Linked DNA regions of Mus musculus: region 1 is linked to region 2. Evidence: chromatin contacts called from public promoter capture Hi-C data. All regions are on one chromosome and are shown on one strand. The core of a region is the stretch at or near the end of the contact, and the rest is flanking DNA. Distances in the headings are between cores, read along the strand shown.

Region 1 (7,118 bases), core at 1,850-4,349, 140 kb after region 2:
CCCATCTGTGTCTCTCCCACCCATTCTGTTTCTCTGCAACCTGAAAGTGTGAGGTATCACCAGGGCAGTGACAGCGGGCGACTCACCTCCCATGTTTCTGTGCAGAGCGCTGAGAGTCCGCAAGAAGATGTCTGGGGAGAAGATGCCGGTGAAGATGATTGGCGACATCCTGAGCGCCCAGCTGCCGCACATGCAGCCTTACATCCGCTTCTGCAGCTGCCAGCTCAATGGGGCTGCCCTCATCCAGCAGAAGACGGACGAGGCTCCAGACTTCAAGGAGTTCGTCAAAGTAAGGGTGACCCTGGGGACTCTCTCCAGAGTGTTGTCTTGAGGTGTGAGGGGCTCATCAAAAGTCCACAGGCATCTTTCCACTAGTGGCCTCCAGGGATGGATGGAAGTTTTCAGTGGTACTGAACTGGCAGGTGTGGGTCTCAGTAGAGGAATGTGCTTGGACAGGAGAGCCATCCGGGGTCTGAACGCTTTGAAATAGCATCACAGATACGTTGTCCATGTATTTGTGGTCTTTCTTTCTTTCTTTCTTTCTTTCTTTCTTTCTTTCTTTCAATAAAAAAGATTCATTTTATTTATTTAATGTATATGAGTACACTGTAGCTGTCTTCAGACACACCAGAAGAGGGCATCAGGTCCCATTACAGATGGTTGTGAGCCACCATGTGGTTGCTGAGAATTGAATCAAGACCTCTGGAAGAGCAGTCAGTGCTCTTAACCACTGAGCCACCTCACCAGCCTTGTTTGTGGTATTTCTGAGAATCGTGTCTAAATCCTTGATTTCATTTTCTTGGCTCACACACAGAGGAGTCCACCTCTTCATGTAGCATCAACGTTGCCCCAGCCTCTGCCTTTCACACACAGAGGGTCACCATAGCCCTGGGGTCCCTGTTTTGGCTTGCTTCTTGTTACTCTGATAAAAACCACTCTGACCAAAGGCAGCTTAGGGAAGTGAAGTTTATCTGGCTTACAGGTTAGAGTCTATCGCAGAGGGGAATGGGGCAGGAGCTCAAGGCCAGGATCTAGAGGCAGAGAGACTGAAGCAGAGATCTTAGAGGAAATGCTCCTTACTGGCTGGCCCTCGGGCTCAGACTCAGCCACCTTTCTTAGTTCCCACCTACCTGCTAAGAGGTTCTGCTGCCCAGAGGGCACCCAGCCTTCTACATCAGTTAGTGATGTAAAACATTGTCCCACAGACCAATCTGATGAGACAGTGCCTCAGCTGAGGCTCCCCTTTCCCAGGTGTGTCAAGCTTAGACATCATAACGCCTTTCCCAACGGAAGATCGTGGGCGTGAACTCTGGCCTTTCCATTGGATTCGGTATGAGATGCCACAGTGGGTTAAGCATCTTTTGCTAAGTAAACAGCATGACTGTGCCTCAGACTTTTGGGGGTGGCCATGCTCACCTCAGGAATCATGACAGTGAGGTATCTCTGCGGCATCTTCTTGGTCAGAGCCTCCCATAAGTGCAGTGCTCTGTGTGAAGCTCAGGTGTTTCTCTGAGTTGAGGGATTTTCTATGCTAACCAATGAATGAGGTGGCTGAGATATCTGTGGTGGGAATGAAGGCTGAGAAGTGACCGAGGCTGAGACAGAGGCAGAGGGCAGTGCCGGGCTGCCAGCAGTCCTTCCCTGTTTCAACTTTGGGGCAGGCTGATGGAAGCCCAGGCCAGGGGCTTGCGGTCCCTCCTCCTTCTCACTAGAACTGTTTCACTCTCCTCCTGTGTTTCCAAGATGGCGGCATCCAAAAATTGACATCAGGGCCAAGGGCTGATGGTTTGGATGTCAGAACTCCAGATACCTGTGCCTAAACCGGCTTTAAACAGGACCCCACTCTTTGCTGATGGGAGAGAAGGATTTTTTTTTTTTTTTTTTTTTGCCAGTAGAAGGACTCTTATCCACTAGAGGCATTAATACAGTTGGTAAAAGTGGTTGGGAAGCTGGGTGGTTGGGAGGATGATTCGGGGTAAGGCACTTTCCAATCCCAGCACCTACAGAAAAGTAGGAGAGAACCAGCTCACACATAAACACACCCACATGTGCACACACACACGTGTGCACACATGTACACACATAAACACCAAATACATGCTTACTTCAAATGAAGTAAGAAGAAAGATACCGAGAGCCACTGGCGAAGACAAATTGGCAGAGACTGGAGCTTTAGCCCTCGGGTCTCTGCTCCACGATGCAGCCCTGTCTGGGGTCACTGAAGCCTGTGCAGGCTACACCCTGAATGAGAGAATTATAATATTAGTCCTTCTGCTTCTCTGGCACTTAGTGGGGTTTTTACTCTCATTGAATAGTCTTTTGACTCTTCTGGATCCCTGGCATATCATGAAGGTTTTCAGACATCTGGAAGAAATTCTGAAATCAGAATGTCCTTTCACAGAAGGTATGCAGGCAGGCTGCGGGTAGGTCCTATCCAGGGTCCCGTCCTCCCTCTACATACCGCCTCAGCCTGGATTATGACAGCTGGACAAGGCCTTCCAACTCCAGGCAGCTCAGCCACTCTCCAGGTGGATGGGTAATAGGCAGGGAGTCCTAAATGAAAAAATGTAATGTTACTGGCTTTGCATTTTGCGGATTTCTGAACCACATTTTAAAAAAAAATACCATCTCCTCTTTCAGAGACTGGCAATGGACCCTCGGTGCAAAGGAATGCCTCTGTCCAGCTTTATACTGAAGCCTATGCAGCGTGTCACAAGATACCCGCTGATCATTAAAAACGTAAGTGTGGCCCCCCTGTGCCTTCACCAGCCAAGGGAGGCTGGAGGCGGGACAGAGTCCCTAGCCAGTGCACCTGGGAGCTGACGTGTGGAAGTCATGTGTCCATATGGTGCTGAAGCCATCTGCTTGGTAACTGGGAGGGGAAAAAATGTTTTGCGTGAAAAAGACTAATAAAATACAGCCTTCAGATGGCAACCAAGTGGCTTCGAAGCCAGGGAATGAGAGATTTGTTCTTGATGCTTTCCCAGAGCTGGCATGGTGCCTGTGCGCAGAATTTGGAGCAACACACGCACACACAAAGAGAGAGAGAGAGAGAGAGAGAGAGAGAGAGAGAGGCCTGGTCCCTACCACTGTCTTGGGAAGGCTGCTCCCTGTTGCTCCTCCCTGTACCAGATGCCTTTTTTTCTCCTGTCCTTTCAAGAAAGCTAGTTCCAGAGAAAATAGAACGAGTGTTTCCATATCCACGCCGGCTCAGCTGCCCTCTGAGCCTTAGAACAAAAGACAAAAGTGTGCTGGGAAGTAGAAATCAGTTCCTTTATCTGAGAATGGTGTTCAGAAACTTAGCTGTGGGTGCAGATATGCTCATGGCTATTCTGGCATGTGACTGTCTGCTCTCTCTCTCTCTCTCTCTCTCTCATACACACACATGTACACACAAACTGCACAAATTTAATCAGGCTCCTCATGTGTAACCAATCTCCCTTCCACATAAGCCTCAGCCCGACCCAGCTCCACCCAACACCATACAGTGACGGATTCCCTGATTTCATTCATTCGTGAAGTGTCTTCCCTTATTAACTTCTATGTTTAATTATGTGCCGACTCTGGAAACAAGCCTTTGTAGTGAGTTTAACCAACAGGGAGAAAACGAAAAATCAAGAACCAAGAGGCATAAGTATTTAGAAGGAAAACACAAACTAGTATCGTTAGAGCACAGTTCTTGCTCCATGAAGTATCTAAGGAAAGAACCGAGGGCGGGCAACTGAACACAGATTGGGGAAAGTATGATAACTAAGCCTTTTTTTTTTTAGATTTATTTATTTATTATATATAAGTACACTGTAGCTGTCCTCAGATACTCCAGAAGAGGGCATCAGATTTCGTTACAGATGGTTGTGAGCCACCATGTGGTTGCTGGGATTTGAACTCGGGACCTTCGGAAGAACAGTCAGTGCTCTTAACCACTGAGCCATCTCGCCAGCCCATAACTAAGCCTTTTAAGGACTTATTTTTATTTGCTGTGTGGAATTTTGCCTGCATGTGTGTCTGGATACCTGGTGCCCCCAGAGGCCAGAAGAGGGCATTGGATGCCCTGGAACTGGAGTGTCAGATGGTTGAGCCCACATGTGAGTACTGGGAACCCAGGGCTCGTTACCATGGCACACAGGTGACAATCGGAGAACAATTTAACTTCAAGAGTCAGTTCTCTCCTCCACCATGGGTCCCATGGGTTGAACTCAGTTTTCATGGTTGCATGACGAGTGCTTTCACATGGCCAGTCAGCCATCTTCCTGGTCCTAGACCTAGAGTTATAACAATATAAAAGAAAAATTTAATCCAGGACACATGTTCAGTAAGAAAAGTGATTAAGTAAACATGGTAGGTTTGTACTATGAAAACTATTTTAAACTATTTAATTCATTGCACGCCCCATCCTGGATGGATACCCAGCCCTGCAAACAGCCTGATAAGGGATATGCTGTGGCATTTGGCTAGAACAGGTCTGCTCAGGGTTAAAAACAAACAAACAACAGAACACACAGAAAAACGTATTTGGGGGCTAGGGAGGTGGCTTGGCCAGTGGAGTGCATGGGATGTCGGTACCTATGTAAAAAAGTAGACATGGTGGTCTACTTCAGCGCTGGACAGCAGAGATGGAGGGAATCCTAGCTACCCTCACCTGATTGGTGAGCCCTGCGTGCCATTAAAACATTCTGTCTCACAAACAAGGAAGATGGCTCCTGAGAGATGACAGCTGAGTTTGTCCTCTGCCCTCCACTCATGGGCCCACACACTTACATACGCATGTGTCCTGTCTAAGTTAGGACTTTGCTGCTGTGAACAGACACCATGACCAAGGCAAGTCTTACAAAGGACAACATTTAATTGGGGCAGCTTACAGGTTCAGAGGTTCAGTCCATTATCATCAAGGTGGGAGCAGGACAGCATCCAGGCAGGCATGGTGCAGGAGGAGCTGAGAGTTCTACATCTTCATCTGAAGGCTGCTAGTGGAAGACTAACTTCCAGGTAGCTAGGATGAGGGTCTCAAAGCCCACGCCCACTGTGATACACCTACTCCAACAAGGCCACAACTCCAAATAGTTCCACTCCCTAGCACAAGCAAATACAAACCGTCGCATGCTCTCACACATGGACGAAACACACATATGTGAGCAGGGGAGCCATCCTAATTGATTTCCAGGGTGCACAGGCATCAGTGGCTCTGCGTGCTCTCAGGGCACACGAGCACGTGGCGTAGGGCACCTGTCCTGCTCACCCAAAGGTACCCTGCCTTCTCCTAAACCTTCACTCCTGAGTTAACGGAGTACTGTTCAGTTCCAACACCAGGATCTCATCCTTGGCTCCCTCGGGTAAGTGAGCCGGAGAAGAGCAGCTGCTGGCTGCCAGCAGGGCGCCTGGCTCGTCCTCCTGCTCTCTGGCTGAGTTGCTTGTTCTGTGAAATAGGAGAAGGTTTTTGAGGAGAGACTGAGTCCCTTCTGCTGCCCTGTTGTTCTGCATGCTACCTAAGATCTGGGATGTCTCTGTGTGTGGTTTAGTGGCCATGCTAGAAGCCACCATTCTGAAGGACAGGTTATACAGAGTTTGTGCTGGGACATTCAAGGGTTTGGGAGTGGGCTGAAGGCCCAAGGGCAAGGCCACTCACTGCCTTCCCACAGCAAAGTGTAGCCCTCACTGAGCCTGAGGCTGCTCACTGCTGCCAACAAGCCGTGGCCATGACACCCTGGGCCACAGCTACGGTGGGCACCATGCAGGAGAACACTGTGGTTTCCATGACAACGGGCCCAGGACCATCCACACTGAGGGAAGTGTCCTGACAAGGCTGTTGTCTTCTGTACAGATCCTGGAAAACACTCCCGAGAACCATCCAGACCACAGCCACCTGAAGCATGCCCTGGAAAAGGCGGAGGAGCTATGCTCCCAGGTGAACGAGGGAGTTCGAGAGAAGGAGAACTCAGACCGGCTGGAGTGGATCCAAGCCCACGTGCAGTGTGAAGGCCTTTCTGAGGTAGCCACCTACTGGGCGGGACCTGGACCCCTCCCGGTGCTGGCAGCCAGCAGAGCAGGGATGAGGCAGATCTTTCACTTCCCTCTCTAGCCAGTGCTTATTCTCCCAGCAGGGCTCTCTCCCGCTCGTTAATACAACTGATGAGCAGTTTTAATTCAAGTATATTACTTCCTATTGCCAATTTTTTTTTTTTCAAATGTCCTGGTTTCTTTTGTGTATCCTGTTCAAATGTTCATGTTTCTTTCTTCCTCTTCTTCCTTTTTCCTCCTCTTCCTCTCTCTCCCTCCTTCTCTTCTCCCTCCTCCTCTCCCTCCTCCTCTCCCTCCTCCTCTCCCTCCTCCTCTTCCTCTAACACACTTTAAACATATTTGTGTGTATTTTAACATCTGACAGTCCCAGTACCTGAGGTCGCGGGTCATAGTCATCTGTGTGTTGTTTGTTAGCTCACACCCTCATCCATTCCTTTTCTGTATGAGCAGTGATTTCTGTTTCTAGATTAGCCACCGAACCTCCTGCATGCTGGTTAAGTACTATTTTACTGAGCCACACTCTCAGCTCCTGCCTTAGGATTTTATTTATTTGTTTTACCGTAAGTGTTTTTTGAAGCTCTCCCCCTGTGTGAGTCTTTGCTGTTTGAACTTGCATTTTCCCTGAGCGGATTGCTACCCGGGCCACTCCAAATTAATATTTAGAGAGAGTTTGAGGGTCACATCGCATGAGGGAATTACAGCGGTGGTCTTGTATGAGAGCCACCTGGCGGTCACGGGGTCGGGGCAGCATATTTGCCTCCACATAGCACCAGGTCTCCTTGCTTTTCTTTGTGGAGAGTCACCCTGCTGAGTCCAGCGTCTCAGCCTGGGATTCATCTGTCTTTACTCTGCCACACAGTGGGGCTCAGTGTCACCAGGTCCAAAGGGCAACTTAGGGCTGACGCCAATATCGTCTTTGGCGTTTGATCTTCTAATAACTTCATTTTCATTCTGGTTTAAGGATCTGCACATTTCTTCTTAGTTTATTATTTTTTATATTAGCTTGCATTTTCAAAGGGTTTTATATTTTACTCCTTTTTTTCTTAAAGATTTATTTATTTATTTTATGTATATGAGTACACTGTAGCTGTACAGATGGTTGT
Region 2 (7,511 bases), core at 1,825-4,324:
AGGCCAATGCAGGAGGTCGACGTGGGTTTACTTAAGTTTAACATTAGCTTACACTATGTAGTGAGACTCCATTTCAGAACAACAAAACCCCCTTACTTGTTTAAATACAGTGGTAAGTGGATTTATATTCCCACACCTAATAACACCATTATTTTCCATTTTTATGACTCTTGCCTTGGTGCTAAAAGAACCAAGAATATTCTCACTCCAAGATTTTATAGATATTATTAACCTGGACTTTCTTTTACTACACTCCAATAGCTTCGTTTTTTCTCCCAATGAAATCTTTAAGCCATCTCTAATTTATGCTAGTATAAGCAAGTAAGTTTATTAGGAGTGAATATAGCTTACATGTTTCAGTGTTCCATTATCTTTAATTTATCAAGCTCTGTAAACCAGCAGGTTCAGGTGAAGGTCGAAATAAGTAAGCTCTAAGGGATGCTGGGAATCCTGAGAAAGCCATGGGGGAGAAACAGGACGGAGAGAGGGCAAGTGTAGGGACGTCACTGCAGCTCTTGGGACCAAACACAACCTAATTCACAGGCAGAACTTGTGAATCCCTAATCCGTGCCCCCTAGGAAGTGGGCTGCCATCGCCCACTGGCACCATTATGACCATTGTTTTGTTTGTTTGGTTTGTTTTTTGGAAACTTTATCTAGTCCAGGCTGGCCTCTAGCTCAGTGTGCAGCTGAAGAGCATCTTGACCTCCAGATCCTCCTGCTTCAGGCTCCTGAATATTATGACTGCAGGCATGGACTAGCTACCATGCCATGCCTTTATGGCTATCCCTTCTTTCTGAATGTCTCTCTGTCTCTCTGTCTCTCTCTCTCTCTCCCTCCCTCTCACACTGTGTCAATGCTACCATGCATGTAAGCAGTCTTGCAGTCTTTCTGCTGAAGCTCATCTTTCTAAGACATCGGTCCTAGGCACCACAGTAGCATCTATCTGCTGAGGTCTCCTCGGGGATTCCCCCAGCTCCTCTTGTCAATAGAGCAGCTTCTGCACTGTAAATGGTGGTGGCATTCCCTTCTTAAATCATCTTAGAGGTTTTCGTTACACCTCAAATAAAGACTGAGGTCTGTGTTTGTCTGGCTTCTCTCTGCAGCCCCTTGTCTACTTTGCTTGTGTCAGCCAAATGGCCTTTGTCTCTGGAGCTGGCTTCTTGGGGTCTTTGCATTGGCTGAAACTTCTCCAGAACATCTCAGAAACTACTCCTAACGTCTTCTCTGCTTTTCCTGGCCTCTCAGATCGTGGAAATGACTAGTCGTCCACCTTGTTATCATATCTGTTCTTTGCATTAGTTCTCTGTATGTCACATGATCACGTGGTTTACCACTCCTTCCGGTAGATGCCAGTCTGTGAAGCCTGGCATCAGCCTGGTACCTCGCCAGCACCTCCTCTCTTACTATGTGAGAGTAGCACAGGTTACCTTTGGGTCCTGTTCCTGGTTTAATCAGCACTTGCTGGGCAAGCCTTCCACCACAGAACTACACCTTCAGGCTCAGCTTCTCCATCTTGAGCATCAGTGGGGGGTCTGCTTTCAGACCGTTTTTCTTGGTTGACAGAGTTCAGAAGTTCATTTACACTCAAAGCCTTAATCTAAGAATATAAAAGAGAGCACTAGAGCATTTTTAATTTGAGTGCCGTCAATACTTTGTTTCATAAGTCCATTGATAATGTGGCAATTTCTTTTTTTTTTTTTTTTTTTTGGTTTTGCGAGACAGGGTTTCTCTGTGTAGCCCTGGCTGTCCTGGAACTCACTCTGTACTCTGTAGACCAGACTGGCCTCGAACTCAGATATCCACCTGCCTTTGCCTCCTGCATGCTGGGATTAAAGGCGTGCGCCACTACGCCCAGCCCATGTGGCAATTTCTAACCCAAACAGACAAGCATGAATAATTTTAAATATTTTCTGCCCAAGTGTGATGACTGTTCTTGGTTGTCAACTTGACTACAAGTGGAATGAACCACAATCTAGAAATGGAGGGCACACCTGTGGTCCAGGTCTTGGGGCTGCAAGACACAGGTTTGTGACCCGGATCTTGACATAGGATGGCACATGCTTTTTTCTCAAGATCCAGATTGAAGCAGGTTGCCATGAAAGCTTCGGCCCAGGCAAGGTAGTACACACCTTTAATCCAAGGAGACTAAGGCAAACCAGCCTCTAGGACAAAGCAAATCCCAGATCTAGGTATGGTGGTACACACCTTTAATCTGGGCCACACCTTCTGCTGGAGGCCTGCGTAAGGGCTTTGGAAGAAGAAAGGCTCTCTCTTCACTTGCTTGCTAGCACATCTGTTGGAATCTACTTCTATAGAAGACGGCCAGCTGAAACAACCAGCCTTGTGGGACTGAGCAACTACTAGATTCTTGGATTTCCATTCACAGCTGACCACTGTTGGGTTAGTTGGACTACAGACTGTAAGTTATCACAGTAAATTCCCTCAATGTAGAGATATTCCATAAATTCTGTGACTCTAGAGAACCCTGACTAATACACCAAGATTATGCTTTCTTTATTTCTGAATTGCAGTCTAGAGTTTTATCCTATAATTAGGAAGCTTATGAGATTATACCATGTTATTTTTACTATTTTTAAGTGCTTCCTGAATTCCAAGGCAGCACATCTGTGTACCTATATAATGTAGATATATGACTGGTTTGTTCTTTGTGTGCCTAACCATGCTGCCCTAGGCTGCATGCATGTGTTTTCACATTGTGTTGTTGCTTTGTTCTTTAGTAAGCTGTCTACACCATGACTCAGTGCTACCTACCTCTTTTACTGGCACACAAGACTGCCGCCGCTGAGCTGTAGTGGAGTCTGGCATGAGTCCCAAGTCAATTTCAATTTTAATTTTTGGTTATTGTTTATGTGAAATTCATCTCAGTTGTACACCTCGAACCTAATTTGGCATAAACCCTTCCTTCCTAAGGTTGCTTTTGTGGACTTTTGTCCCCACCATGGGAAGGTAGATGAGACTGTCGCACTCTGGGCAGCGCTCCTCTGCACTGCTCTCAGTGTTCCCCTTGGGGCCATGAGTCCAGGGTTTGTTCTGAGGTCCCATCATGCTACTGGCCTGCTTGAGCTTCCACATGCCCAGAGTTCAGCAAAGGGACCTTCCCAGGCTTTGGAGACCGGAGTGTAAGCCCATTACCTGGGGACTTCAGAGTCAGCTTCTATCTTTTCTACGTTGTTTTGATTCGGCGGTTGCTAAGCAGTCTTGCAGCACCCACCCTCAAATTGCCAGCTTTCAACATGAGCTTATTTCTTGTGCCAGGGCCTTCTGTGGATACCACTCCAGAGCACAGGATGGCATGGCCTCTCATTGGCTCTCCATGCTTTTTTTGCCTTTCTCCGCATACTTCCTGAGCTAGAGGCAAATCATATGATCGCACACGTGCCCCACAGACAAGAATTTAATTCTGTAGGAATGTACTGATAGCAGATGTTTTTCATAACACTGTCTGCTTGTAGTTGCATTTGGAGGTACTGACATTCTGAAAGGATTTTTGAAGGGTAGTCAACGAGAGGTGTGGCTTGGTGGCCCTTAGCCTGCTTTTTCTAGTACTGTGCGGAAGAACTTCACTAGTTATACCTTTTAAAATTACTTACTGATTTTAAATTTTGTATGTGTATGTGCATATGTATATACTTTGGTGTGTACGCATACTATGAGTACAGGTGCCAGAGGTCACAGCACTCTGAGGTCTATCAGTCCTGGGGTCACAGGTGGTTGTAGTCTACCCAACATGGCTATTAGAAACCAAACTCAGGCCTTGGGCCAGGACAGTACTCAATCTCTCCGGCTGAATAATTGTGTCTTTATTACTACTACCGGGGTGTCTGCAGACACGGGATCTAGAGCATGGTAGCTGCATAACAAATGCTTGTTGATGAAGACAAAGATTCCTACAAATAGCAAGGAAGGAAGTTAAGTATTTTCATATTTGGTAGGTCACTTAGCTTGGGACAGTTTTACAGAGTGCTTCCTTAATAAGTATCTATGTTTTATATATAAAATGTTCAGCATGACAAAAATTGTATGTGCATGTGTGTACATTTGTGCATGCTTCCTTTCCTCCCATTCTCCTTTTTTAAAAAAAGATTTATTTATTTTATGTATACGAGTACACTATTGCTATCTTCAGACACACCAGAAGAGGGCATCGAATCCCATTCCAGATGGTTGTGAACCACCATGTTCATTCCATTGCTGGGAACTGAACTCAGGACCTGGAAGAGCAGTCAGTGCTCTTAAATGCCGAGCCATCTCTCCAGCCTCTCTCTGTTTTCTTTTCTTTCTTTCTTTCTTTCTTCCTTTTTTTTTTTTTTTTTTGTTTTTTTTTTTTTGTTTTTTTTTTTCGAGGCAGGGTTTCTCTGTGTAGCCCTGGCTGTCCTGGAACTCACTCTGTAGACCAGGCTGGCCTCGAACTCAGAAATCCGCCTGCCTCTGCCTCTGCCTCCCAAGTGCTGGGATTAAAGGCATGCACCACCACGCCCAGCTGTTTTCTTTAAAAATTTACCAACTATAGATAATTGGGAAAATATATGTGCATCAAATACAAGCATGGCAAAGCCTGTGCTCTGGCTGCTTAGAGTGTCTCTGTAACAGTCTTGGTTATTTGTTGTCTATTATCTCTCTTTTCTTCATACGCTGTTAGAGCATTGTCTACATTTATGGTCAGTGTGATCATTTAATTTAGAACTTTGTTGATGATTTTTACTTTTTTAAAATTTTATTTTATCTTTTGAGGCAAGGATTCAGTATATAGACCACCATGCTGGCCTAGTACTCACAGAAATTGTTCTGTCTCTGCCTCCCACAATACTGGCCTTTATCAACAACTACCATAAGATTAATTTTAATTTGCCCTTTCTCTGACTTTTTCTCCTCATGGACCATTCACTTAACCAAAAATTCATACAGATTTTCATGGTTAGAATGCAAATAACCAGAGAGTTGGAAAGTGGAAGCCGGAATGGAGAAGAAGGCAGCCATGTGATTCTTAGCTTAGGGGTCAGCTGGTCAGTCTCCTTTAGATTTGTTTTCTTTTCTTGGGAAGCCATCTTTTTTGACTGGTATGGTAATTTGTTTGTTTCTTTGTTTTTGGTTTTTTCGAGACAGGGTTTCTCTGTGTAGCCCTGGCTGTCCTGGAACTCACTCTATAGATCAGGCTGGCCTTGAACTCAGAAATCCGCCTGCCTCTGCCTCCCAAGTGCTGGAATTACAGGCGTGTGCCACCACTGCCCGGCAGCAGGTAGTCTTAACATGAGTCATTCAGGCCCCTTGAACTTGTCTGTGGAGGGCCTGTGGGTTTGTCATTGTTGTTGTATTCTTTGGAAGCAGTTGTACTAGTTTGCCATGCCTTGTTCTTTTGTCATTTGTCTTTGTCCCCAATCTCAGAAAGGTGGCTTGAGTCACTTGGACCTTCACGGTGCTGGGTGTCCCTCTTCTGAGGTGGATGGGACATTTTTGTCAGTTGAGATTTGAAATGCAGTTATTCCCCAGTAAGGCATAAAGTGAATTCCTTATGAGTCCCTTCTGTATCTGTTGTACGAAGAGGCCTGGTAGCATGTAGATGACATGCTAACTGAACCACTAAACTCCTGAATAACTCATATTTAGTGCACCTTCCAAATGCTTTGAAATACCCTATATAGACTCAGGCTACTCTGTGAGTAGTTTTTATTTTTGAAGTTTCGAGAATTCCTGTATTTTACTTTTGTAGTGGCTGTCTGCTGTAGAGATGTCCACTTTGTCAAGTCAGTTAGGAATGTGTGCAGATGGCAGCTTAAATGATGTGTGTTTGCTGTTGGAGCAGATGCCCAGCAGAAAAGTGATCCCACCAAAGTGGAGGCGGTGGGAAGGAGCTATGGGCAGCGCCTGGAGCATCTGTCAGGGACCGCTGTGAGTCCCGCATTAGTTTGTGTTTTCTCTTCTAGGATTTACTTTGATTTCCTCTGCAGTATTAGTGTTTCATCTGAACCAGTATTTAATGCTGATAACTGATACTGTCTTAAAGGCTCTTAAACAAATATAGTTCAGTGATAACTTTGTTATCTTTATATTACTTATCTAATCTAACAGGAATATCCTTTGAGAAATATGTCCATTAGTAAGGTTAACTCACAGGGCAGACATTAATCTTGCTTAAGTGGCTCCCATTATTATGAAATCTAAATTGTCCCCCTTTAAAAAAATTAGTTAAATTTGTTAGTTGACTCTTTCACACGTGTACTAATTTGAAGGGAGTATACATTACCCTCCAAATGTCTTTTCCACATTCATGTCTGTTTGTTTTGTTTTGTGATTTACTGAGTTTAGCCAGGCTTGTCAGTGTGATCTGAGTTTGTGCTTTCCGTTGGAACCTGGTAAGATCTGAGAGTGCTTGGGTGTAATGGCTCGGCACTTGTGCCATTATAAAAGGTGGGGATGCCATGCCCAGGAGGTTTGCTTGTGTGGTGGTGTTGGTGCCTGGGGTTCACAAATGGATAAGACCAATGGTGCGTTTTCTCCTGCGGCAGCTTTCCGGAACTTTGAAAGCTAGAAACCAGGGAGGAAGTTTCCAGCTCTATTCTGGCATGTTTTCTCTAAGTCTTGCAGCAAGGTATGTGTTCCCTTAAGCAGTAGGGTCTTATCCTGTTAACTCTGATGAACCGGAGAATTAGGTGGCTCTACATCGCTGTGATAAGTTTATTTTGGTTTATGGTTCTAGAAGCTTAAGAGTCTAACATGAAACAAAAGAGTCTGTCCTGGGGAGGAGGCGTGTCAGCAAGTGGCAGATATGGCAGGAAGAGCCGGAACCTGAGAGCCAGTGCGCATCAGTGTTGTAAGTCTTCCAGTGAGGCTGCGCCAACCAGGCCTCCCCGACAGCACCGCACCCGGAACCAGGTGTTCAGCTACCCGAGTCTCTCCTGGGGGCATTCCTCGTTCAGACCAGAACCGGCAAGAGGACTGGCTAAGTGGGACCTCTGGAGCCCCACTGACGCCTCCTGTGGAGATGTCCCACACTGGAACTGGGGCTTTTGTTTAGTCACCCATTGCCTCTAGGATGAACATTATTTGGAGTCCACTGGTCATGATGTCACATATTCAGTTCTTTTGGAAAGAAAGGTATTGATCCCTCATGATTTTAATCTTAGCAAGATTTGAAGAATATCTTTTCAAATATGGAATGGTGTAATTTATGAGAATATCGAGGTCCAGGCAGTACATCAACGTTGTTGTTTCACCTAGGGACACAGTAGCTATGGTATTAAGCTCTATTTGAAGCCAAAATTGAGGTACAGTTGCTCCAGGATATCTTAAAATTTTTCTTTTATTATCTCAGGAGTATTAGTTTGGAGGTTGAAGAGGGAAAATGAGCATTTCTTTTAAATTAGCCTTAATTGTAGTGACTCAAGGCGGGACAGAGACATCAGCTTCCCGGCTGAACCTGTGAACAATGGGAAAATCACAGCACATAATACGTGTCTTACGATTTGAAAACTGTAAGAAATGAGCTGGAAG

The links. Promoter capture Hi-C pulls out the DNA fragments that hold promoters and counts their contacts.
Region 1: a contact with region 2 is called in a promoter capture Hi-C map of hippocampal neurons, with 2.0 times the contacts expected there. The contact joins two enhancer-like sites. A contact is called at or near these places in 1 of 39 promoter capture datasets (hippocampal neurons), 1 of 15 datasets of contacts at CTCF or cohesin (large pre-B cells), 3 of 484 Hi-C or Micro-C datasets (bone marrow-derived macrophages, muscle stem cells and nephron progenitors), 2 of 115 datasets of contacts at active chromatin or transcription factors (embryonic stem cells and extraembryonic endoderm stem cells) and 4 of 9 other capture datasets (adipose tissue, embryonic stem cells, liver and 1 more).

Annotation. Positions count from the first base shown.
Region 1 is chr16:91,893,687-91,900,804 of GRCm38.p6, forward strand. It overlaps Itsn1 (intersectin 1 (SH3 domain protein 1A)), which reads left to right. Exons shown (of 39, transcript NM_010587.2): 31 at 106-289; 32 at 2,641-2,739; 33 at 5,819-5,986. Gm52262 (a long non-coding RNA gene) reads right to left here. Exons shown (of 3, transcript XR_003951963.1): 3 at 3,760-4,262. Among named protein-coding and RNA genes, the nearest start is that of Gm52262, 7.0 kb to the right of the region's middle. Within about 2 kb of position 3,100, at least 34 of the 459 cell types and tissues checked have an H3K27ac peak or open chromatin away from gene starts, as enhancers often do. A contact at or near this core is called in hippocampal neurons, where this site is marked.
Region 2 is chr16:91,753,812-91,761,322 of GRCm38.p6, forward strand. All of the region lies in intron 1 of Itsn1 (intersectin 1 (SH3 domain protein 1A)), which reads left to right. Among named protein-coding and RNA genes, the nearest start is that of Itsn1, 28 kb to the left of the region's middle. Within about 2 kb of position 3,075, at least 19 of the 459 cell types and tissues checked have an H3K27ac peak or open chromatin away from gene starts, as enhancers often do. A contact at or near this core is called in hippocampal neurons, where this site is marked.